2 separate regions of the Muntiacus reevesi genome follow, and region 2 is linked to region 1. A link is a contact called in public Hi-C data. All regions are on one chromosome and are shown on one strand. The core of a region is the stretch at or near the end of the contact, and the rest is flanking DNA. Distances in the headings are between cores, read along the strand shown. Region 1 holds the start of RPS18 (ribosomal protein S18). Region 2 holds the start of CUTA (cutA divalent cation tolerance homolog).

Evidence for each region. Hi-C and Micro-C count contacts between places; a contact is called where the count stands out from the background.
Region 2: a contact with region 1 is called in a Hi-C map of blood, with 4 times the contacts expected there. The contact joins the promoter of CUTA here to the promoter of RPS18 in region 1. A contact is called at or near these places in 2 of 3 Hi-C or Micro-C datasets (blood and muscle).

Annotation. Positions count from the first base shown.
Region 1 is chr20:9,561,022-9,565,935 of mMunRee1.1, reverse strand. RPS18 (ribosomal protein S18) reads right to left here and starts at 2,963. Exons shown (of 6, transcript XM_065912967.1): 1 at 2,904-2,963; 2 at 2,333-2,431. The coding sequence starts at 2,906. VPS52 (VPS52 subunit of GARP complex) reads left to right here and starts at 3,095. Exons shown (of 20, transcript XM_065912998.1): 1 at 3,095-3,405; 2 at 4,202-4,286; 3 at 4,439-4,491; 4 at 4,669-4,744. The coding sequence starts at 3,316.
Region 2 is chr20:9,691,959-9,696,872 of mMunRee1.1, reverse strand. It overlaps CUTA (cutA divalent cation tolerance homolog), which reads left to right and starts at 2,100. Exons shown (of 6, transcript XM_065912529.1): 1 at 2,100-2,212; 2 at 2,602-2,810; 3 at 2,955-3,014; 4 at 3,125-3,170; 5 at 3,299-3,348; 6 at 3,463-3,682. The coding sequence starts at 2,629. The coding sequence ends at 3,592. PHF1 (PHD finger protein 1) reads right to left here. Exons shown (of 15, transcript XM_065913006.1): 14 at 4,568-4,645; 15 at 3,776-4,410. The coding sequence ends at 4,122.

The DNA.
Region 1 (4,914 bases), core at 1,714-4,213:
CTAAGCATTTACAGGCGGTACGTCTGAGACTCACTGTAAAAAAACAAGCGGGTAGAGAAAAGTAAAGATAAAACAAGATTCTAGTTTTTAGCTGGATGATACATTGAGTGTTGTTCAGGCACCCAGTAGTGTCCAGCTCTTTGTGACCCTGTGGGCTGTAGCACACTAGGCCTCCCTGTCCCCCATCTCCCACAATCTGCCCAACTCCATGTACATTGCATCGGTGATGCTGTCCAGCCATCTCACCTCTGATGCCCTCTTCTTCTGTCCTCAATCTTTCCCAGCATCAGATGACCAAAATACTGGAGCTTCAATATCAGTCCTTCCAGTGAATATTCAGGGTTGACCTCCCTTAAGATTTACTGGTTTGATCTCCCTGCTGTCCAAGGGATTTTTCAGGAGTCCCTTGAATACATCAACAGGGGGCCAATAATTCTCTCCCTCCTACTTTTTAGTGTTTAAAACTTTTGATAAACAGGTTTTTTTTTTTTTAATTGATGTCAAGCTTTTTGAAAGCCCTATTTAGATACTGGTTTGCCAATTTTGAGAACCAGTAGGTATCGTTCAGTCATCATGACTAGTTCCAACCATGTTTCCGAACAATCCAGATGACCAGTTCTCATCCTGATTTAGAGGAAGGACCGTCTAACCTTAAGGAGTATTCATAGCAGAAGTGTACAGATGGAAAGAAAAGAAGGGATCATGGCATAGAAAAATCTTGCAGATGTGTTACCTCTTAGTAAACACCCTCTTCTGCTTATGTCACCTTTGATACCTCACCTTTCCCAATTAACTTTGCTCCTTTAATTTTTTGAGGAATCCCTCCTCCTACTCAGCCGCCACCCCCAGCAACTCCCTTCCAATTTCTAAGTATTACTCAACCCCACGTTCCAGATCATTAACAAAAGACCAGGCACCTCTAAGCTTTGGCTGTCTCACCAGAGAAGAGACAGCAAAAGCTAACTTTCCACAGTTAGCATCCTACCAACCATGCTCATCTTTTATTTTCACTATCTGACCTAAGATGCTAGCAATCTTTAAAAACAGAACAAGCAACCTCAGAGATACAGCAGGCTCAGTTCCAGACCACACCCAACAACACTGAAAAATAAAGAGAGCTACATGGTATTTTGGTTTCCCAGCACATGTAGTTACATAATCTATTAAGTGAGCAACAGCCTCTTAAGAAAACCTATACATACCTTAATCAAGATACTTTATTACTATGAAGTACTAACCATCATCTGAACTTTAAGCAAATCTAAATCTTCTTGCAATAGTAACAAAGGTCACTGATCACATATAACAAATACACTAGTGAAAACTTTTAAAGTATTTCATCAAAATATGACACACACACTATGTGAGCAAATGTTGAAAAACTGTCTTAAGAAGAGCTGCCACAGAAAAACACATTATCTGCAAAGGTCCATAAAATGAGGTGAGCCTGCACTGTATTTTTCCCTGCCTTACTAGTTTCACAGAAAAAGATGAAACGTACTATTTAAGAATGAAAGCCAGTGCTCCTTGAATTACAGAATGAAAAAGTAAATGTGACAAATCTCACAAAGCTGAAGAGGACTTGCTGTTTTAAACAAATTATTCATAAAATACTTATCATAATGTCTTCTGGGGATTCTAAGCAAGAAAGGCCTATCCTTGGCTCCAAGAAGTGTAAACATACTGGCAGAACACACTCAGTCATTTCCACAATTAAAAAATCTTTTTAAAGGATAACATCCCCGTCTGGAAGGCTAGGAGTTTATTAGGTTGGTTAAGGGAGATATCCAAGCCTGCCTTCACTGACATAGGTTTCTTCATACTTGGAATCTCTTGGCATTTCTACTCACCCTTCAAAGGTACTTACCCAACTTACCCATTTCCTAGGTGAAATCTCTTGGTTTGACCTGACACTACTCTTTGGCTTTTCTCACTTACTTTTTGGGACAAATGGGGCAAGGGGTTAAGAGGACTAGTTGCTCTCTTAATCATTCTTTTTTTTTTAACCTAGCAGACAAGGCGATCTGGTTGGGACTCCCCTCACCATGCCTCACTTTCAGCTCAGGTTGTTAACAACTCAAGTTCCATCTATAGTTTCTAGTCTTTACCCTGCTTGTGTGTTAGTCGCTCAGTCGTGTCTGATTCTGTACGACCCCATGGACTGTTGCCCCTCCAAGCTCCTGTCCATGGAATTCTCCAGGCAAGAATACTGGAGGAGATTCTCCAGGGGATCTTCCCAACCCCAAGGATCAAACCCTGGTCTCCCATATTGCACGCAGATTCTATACCTTCTGAGCCACCAATGAAGCCATCAGTCCTTACCCTCCTTTACCTTAATTGCAGTGATGGCAAAGGCAATTTTCCGCCGCCCATCGATGTTGGTGTTGAGTACTCGCAATATGTGCTGGAACTTCTCAGGGATTACTAGAGACTGATAAGAGATTGAGGGAGAAATCAGACACAGTGAACTAGTATCAAACCGTAACCTCAAACACGAACGCTAAGCTTGTCACACAGGGAGCAAGAAACCCCCGTCAGGTCTTCACCACAGAACAAACTTCTGAGTCCTGCAGACAACAGGAACATGAGAAGTGTTCAGGCCTGGGAAAACGCAACCTGGGGTAAGAAGCGTGTCTCCTGCCCTTTCCCCAAGTACACTCTCAGTGGCGGAGACCGAGGTCCCCACACCCGCCCAAAGCGTTCTAGCGCCCGGGGAGGTACTTCCTCCGGCCCCAGTCCCCAGAACTCGATGTCTTTAGTCGTCCTTTTCCAGAAGCGCGATCCGAGGCTCCACCCAGAAAGTTGCAGGCCCCCAAGACAGGACATTTTCAACCCTCTGACAGCAAGACCTTCCCTGCCCCGGTCCCGATGTCGCTAGATCCCCGCAAGGATTCCACTCTTACCATGGCGGCGGCCCCAGCGGCGGCGTGCAGGCCTCCAGTGGAAGAGAAAACGGAAGTGACGTAACAGGCTTATATTGCGGTCAGACGGAAAGGGCGGGGCTATCTGCACAAGGAGCTTCCGGAAACTTCAAGATTCTGAATCGGACGCCACGACTTCCGGTGCGGGTTTTCTTTACTGTTCGTAAAGGTCTTGTGTGTGCGAGCAACAAAGGTTCCGGTTTGAAGATTGTGCTTAAGAATTTCACTTGTCATTTGCACTTGGGTGAAGCGGTTACAGCTGAAACAGGAAGACTGCAGGCAAACAAATATCTGGAAGCGATTTCGCGCCGTGCAAGACACTCCAGGGCCTGTAGTTCCATTCCGGGGAAAAGATTCGCCTGACTGACAGCTGCCGGAAGTGAGGCTGCGCGGAATGGCCGCCGCTGCGACCATGGCGGCCGCTGCTCGCGAGCTGGTGTTGCGGGCAGGGGCCTCAGATATGGAGGAGGAGGAGGGCCCGCTGGTGAGAAGCAGGGCTGTTTCTCCTTCAGAGTCTTGTCCAGTCTCCTCACGTCAGGAAGACCTGGGCTGGGTGTAGGCACAAGGGTGGGAACTCGCAGCTACCAGTGATGCTACCCGGCTTGGCTCTCCAAACGCCTCCTTGGGATCCGACCTGAACCTGAGCGGGGGTCAGCATGGCCGAGACTCTGGCTCTGGGGCCACAATTTCAGTTAACTTCCAGATGTTTGGGCAGAATAGAGAAGCAGTATAAAGTCTAGGAACATGGCTTCTGGAACCAGATTGCTTCGGTTCTAATTAAAGCCCTGCCACGTATGCTCTGTGTGACTTCGGGCAAGTTTAACTTGCCTCTCTATGCCCTTATTTCCACACCTATAAGGAGAAAAAACTAAGACCTACTATATATGTTGTGGGTTAGGATTGGGTGAATGAATATATGTAATATGGCACCTGGCAAGTAGGAAACTTGGGGCGCCCCAGAGGGATGGTGATAGAACATTTAAGGTAGCAGCAGTCTAGAGATCCTAAATTCACCTGAAAGTTCTAGTCTCCCTCTGCATCTCCTAATTTTTCTCATTTGGTTACCTTCACCCTTCGTGGGTTGCCTGTTCTCCTTGTCCCATTCCCTATCCATCAGCCCCAATTAGACTGAGACAATATGGAACTTTTGACATTTTGTGAACTCAGTATTTATACCTGTGATTCCCCAGTGAAAGTCCCTCTTCTCCACTCGAAGCATTGGTGACTATTCCATTATATTTTGTTCTCCTTCCCTTTCCCATTAACCTGTTCCTCTCCAGGGGGGTGGTCCAGGTCTTCAGGAGCCATTGCAGATTGGAGAGTTGGACATCACCTCTGATGAATTCATCCTGGATGAAGTGGATGGTAAGTGATGGCAGGAGGCGGGGGGTATGTGGTCCTGTAACCTGAGAGGCTGAGCTTTGCAAGTACTAAGGCAGGGACTGGTGTGCGGATGTTCAGTGTGGAGACAGAGCTGTAGAACTAGCTGAACCTTTGTGATGAACTTCTATTTGCAGTTCACATTCAGGCGAATCTGGAGGATGAGTTAGTAAAGGAAGCTCTTAAAACGGTGAGGCTTTCCAGCGTACTAATCTGCCCCTCCATGAACCCTCCCCTTAAAGGAAAGAAGAAAGTCCTTTGCACTCCTAGTATCACCCTGGTGTCTTTTTCTCTAGTCCTTCATTGACTTTGTTTCAGTGTCCCTTCACTGACTTCCTCCTGACCCTCTCACGTTCTGTTCTCCCAGGGTGTGGATCTTCGTCACTATTCAAAGCAGGTTGAGCTGGAGCTACAGCAGATTGAGCAGAAATCCATTCGGGATTGTATCCTCCAGCAGAGGAGAGGGGTGCTGTTATTAAAATGGGCATTTTGTGGGGGTATGGTGCTGACAGCCCAGCCGGGGCTGCCATATTCTCTCTGAGGTTTCTGTCACCTCAGGGAGAAATTGGAGCGGTCCTGCGGAAGTCAGAGAATCTCCATTTCCACAGTGAGG
Region 2 (4,914 bases), core at 851-3,350, 130 kb before region 1:
GAGAGAAAGAGGGGGAGAGAGAGGGGGAGAAGGAGGAGGAGGTGGAGGAGGAGGAGGAGAGAGGAGGAGAGAGGAGCGGAGAGAGGCAGAGAGGAGGAGAGAGAGGAGGAGGAGGAGAAGAGGAGCCAACGACAGCAGCGGCAGCCGGGAGAGAGAGAGAGAGAGAGGGGGGCGGGGGAGCGAGCGAGAGGAGAGCAGGAGGAGGAGGAGAGAGAGTCCCTGCAGCCCCCACCCCTACTCAGTGAGAACCAGGGAGGCAGAGACCCCGACTCAAAACAGAGAGAAAGAGACTCAAGAAAGAGAGCGGTTCTAAAGATGCAGCCCCCAGACCCTGATTTCGGGAGTCTCCAGACCCACAAAGATACCTTGCCACCCGGAGGTGGGCGGGGGGGGGGGGGGGGGGTGGCGCAGGGGATAATCTGAGGCGCAAACCCTAAGTCTAGAGGAAAAGAGGCCCCAATCTCAGAAAACAGACCCCAGACCACCCTCCCAAGATGGGTCAAAGGTCAAAATCTGAGCATTCAGTCTCAAAAAGGTTCTTCATAGCCACAGAAATCTTAAGACACCAGACTTAAACAGTAATTTCAGGGACTGAGATCTAAGACCTAGACTCAAAGGAAAAGATGAGACCAGATTCATAAAGAATCCAGACCTGAAATTAGGTCTTTGAGAACTCAGACCCACTGAGAGATATCAGAGACCCCAGACTTAGATCTCAGAGAAAAGAAACTGCAGATTCAGAGGCTGATAACTCAAAGACAAAGGAACTCCAGACCTTGGTTGGGGGGGGGGGGGGGGGGTGAGGGGCAGAAGAGACACCCTGCTAGCCCAGAGATGAACTCAGGGATCCCAAATACATAAAAAAAGAATTTTTAATACCTCAGAGAGGGTGACTGCAGACCCAGAAACCTCCCCCCCCCAAACAAAAAACAAGGACACTCAGTCCTAAAAAAGACACAAATACCAAAAGACCCCATAGAGATCCCTCAGAGACAAACTCCAAAGACAGAGATCTCAGGGAGACCTCCAACCCCAGAGTGGTAGGTATGAGAGAACTCAGCCTGGGAAAGGCCCAGTTATACCTACCCAGCAGACCAGAGACCCCAGACCCAGGATGGAGGGGGAATACTGGGTAGGGAAAGTGGCAGAGCCTTTTTCTCCCTGCCTCCTCCCACCTATTTCTCCTCTCATTGGCCCCTCCATTTTTGGGTCACAGGATGTGCTTGGGCCCCAGGGAAGTTATGTAGGGCAGGTCCTGGCTCCTAGGGGGATGGGTTAAGGGAAGGAGACCCAAGGCTGAGAGGTAGACCTGACCCAGAGAGTGAAATAGGAAGGGGGTAAGGGACAAAAGATCCATCACTACTTCCTGGTGTCTTCTTCATACCCCCAACCTGCGGTCCTCCTCTCCCCCACGACCTCTATCGATTCACAAGTCTGTATGCAGTTTTGGGGCTTCGGTTAAGGCTGAGGCGCCCCCATTTTAATCAGTTTATCCCACTTACAGGGTCTTACTCCGTTCTTTTAAAATACATCTTTCCACCTAGCCGTGGTCTTGCCATACCCTGCCTGCCTAATCACTTCCCCCTATAACCAGAGACAGTTGGTTTCTCAGATTATACTTGAGCATTCCCCAACTCAAGAATCTGTCAGTCCTAATCAAAATGGCAGGGGGCGCTCTCTTCACCTCCCCCTCACTCCCCGAGGTTCAATCTCCTAAGACCCTGTCACTCCTTAAGACCTCAGGAACAGTATAGGGGCTGCTACTAGGCACATTCCGGGGTTTAAGGATGAGCCCCCACTCCACAACCTGACGCATCGACTCTGCGGGGTCTCCAGCCCCCCTTTCCCAGCGCCTGGGCTCTCATCATGTGGCCTGCGGGGCTGCCCCACGATTGGTCTCTTCGCGTAGTTCATTGAGGTACCACGGCCTGAGGAGACCCGCCCCCTCACGTGACAGTGGAACGCCGCTGCGGCTCTCCTCAGCCAGCAATTGGCCGTTTCCGGTTTACACGGAAACGGGCGCTCCACTTCCGTGCACGTCTGCAGAGCCGGGTGTTGATTGGTTGGATCCTTCTTCGCCCCTCCCGCCCCCGGAGGCGGGACAAATCGGGCCACGTGGGGGCAAGGATTGGCCGGCTCTGGAGGTTAGGGTAGTCCGGCTTCTACTGTCACGTGGTCTGCGCTGTTTTCTTATCACGTGGCTGCTGCCCAGGTAAGAGGCCGCTCTTCCTGGCTTTGGGGTTCTTTCTCCGCGTAACGTGTGGTCTCTGATATTCAACCCTCCTCTACCAGCATAGGCTGCATGAGGCGGGGTCGGGCTCCCGCATTCCTGCTCGGCGGAGGGGTGAGTGACCGGCCCCGCCCCTTCCGGTCCTCGAAGCTTCGCCCATGACCCGTACCCCAAAACCCAGAGGTTGGCCTCCGAGGAGAGAGTGAAAACCGAGTCTTTGCCTTAAATTTTCCAAGCTTCTCTTGGTTTCAGGAATGTTTTCCTTCGGGATGCAGAAGAGGGAGGGCCTGAGTGTCTATCCAAGCGAAGTGTTCCCGGGGTGCAATTTCTTGGGGTATTTATGAGACACCGAATTCACCTCCTGCTCTCAGGCCGCTCTGCTCCTGTCGCTTCTTTGGATGCCGACACTGCTGCCTGTAGCCTCCCGCCTTCTGTTGCTACCCCGAGCCCTGCTGTCCATGGCTTCAGGAAGTCCCCCGACCCAGCCCTCGTCGGCCTCGGGCTCCGCCTATGTCCCCGGCTCGGTCTCTGCGGCCTTTGTCACCTGCCCCAACGAGAAGGTCGCCAAGGAGATCGCCAGGTGGGGACTTAAGTGTGAAGCGAGGAAAAGTGCTTATGAAGGGAGAGTTGGGGTAGCATCTCCCGCTGCTTCCGACTGTCTCTGGGCTGCCAGTGCAAAAATCCGGGTCATGGGGCCTTTAAATGGTGCTCTTTTCATCTTCAGGGCTGTGGTGGAGAAGCGCCTAGCAGCCTGCGTCAACCTCGTCCCTCAGATTACATCCATGTGAGTTAATTAGGGTTTGGGGGGTTAACCTAACTCAAAGGGCTGACTGGCAGTCTTTTACCTTGAGGGAAATCTTTGTTCACACAACACTCTCTCCCTGACCTTTTCAGCTATGAGTGGAAAGGAAAGATTGAAGAGGACAGTGAAGTGCTGATGGTGAGAAATGTTTCCTACCCGACAAAAACTTAATTCCCTGACCATTTACTTTGACCCCTATCCCTCATCCGAGATCCTGAAATCAACTTCACCCCCTCGATTCAGCCATGTTTGTCTTCACCCCTCAGATGATCAAAACCCAAAGTTCCTTGGTTCCAGCTCTGACAGATTTTGTTCGGTGAGAACTTTGACATGGGTAGAGGTGAGGGTGTATCCTGTGGGGTGAGCCTTCCTGGGCAGTCTGAGGGGATGAACTCCTTTGGGTAAGTCTGATCCCCCATTGTTCCCACAGGTCTGTGCACCCTTATGAAGTGGCCGAGGTGATTGCATTGCCTGTGGAGCAGGGGAACTCCCCATACCTGCAGTGGGTGCGCCAGGTTACAGAGTCAGTTCCTGACTCCAGCGCAGCGCCACTGGGATGAACCTTCGTTTCTGCCAGGGTTTCCCTCATAAATTTCAATGCTACCTTGTGATGACTGGACTCTTAATAAATCCCATTTTTAGTTCTTCCATTTTCCTTGTCAAAAAGTGAATTTGGTTGGGAAGATCAGAAGTGCTTCTAGTCCCTTTCTTCTCATTTTTTAGAATGACTCGGGGCTGCTAAGTTTGTTTATTTATCTTTATTTCAATGATACAGAGCCCAGGATCTGTTCTCCTCCCCTCCTCAGTCTCCATCCCCAGGGGTTAAATAATTTTAAAAAATATTTAAAAAGCTGTAACAAAATAACATCAAAGGAAATGAGGGAATGGTTGGGGGGAAGGGTCAGGAACCGTGAAGGGAGTAGAGGAGAGCAAGCCTCTTCCCCAACCCCCAACCTGGATTCCAGCCTGGAGAGTGGCGGGAAGTACCCCCCTAGTGCCCCAGGTACATCCCAGCTGTAGGTGAGGTCAGAGGTCAGGGTATGAAAGTGCCGGTGTGTGTCAGTGGGCAGTTGGGCAGAGGCAGGCTGTTCAGAAGATGCCCCCACCTCCCCACTCAACCAGGTACTGCACAGAGCCATCAGGCCGCACTCTGCGAGCAAGGACCCGGACGGGGTCCCCTCGGGACAGGTAGCCGACCCCACCTCGGACTCCACCCCCGGCCCCAGGAGACAAACTACGGCACAGGGGAGAAGGGGGTGCTGAGCGTCTGGGAACACCTGGGGAGGGGGCTGGGACTGAGGAAGATGAGGCAGTCATCGAGTGGGGGGCACTTTTAGGGAGGTCTGTGGGGAAACCAATGTGAAGTTCCAGGGGTGACCTAGGGAGAGAAAGCAACTGTCAGTCCAGATGGAGAAAAAGACTGACCAGAAATGGAGGCCGTGTGGGGATCAGAGGAACAACAACAACAAAAAGGTTTACAAGACCAAGGAAATTAAGAGTACAGAGGTATCACAGGTAAAGGAATAGAATCTCACCTGTCTGGGGGTTCACCATCCCCAGAGGTCCCTGCAGTGCTGGCAGAGGGGTGGAAGGAAGCGAACATCCGGATGGGACTGCTGGGGTTGGAAAGGAAGAAAGTCAGGACCCAAAGCAGGGGAATAGGACCCTCTCCCCTTGGGAAGGGCAGAGTGCAAACACTATCCTCAAGGAACCCATCCCTATATACTGGGGAGCAGACACTGGTTCTCGAAGTCTCTAGGGAGAGAAGTGGGCAGCCAAAGGGGAGAGAGAAAAGAATTTTGGCTGAGGAAATCCAGAAGATTGCAAGCAATTGGAAGAGAGGTTCCGAGGGAGTGTGTCTGGTTGGAGGGAGGCGGCGCAC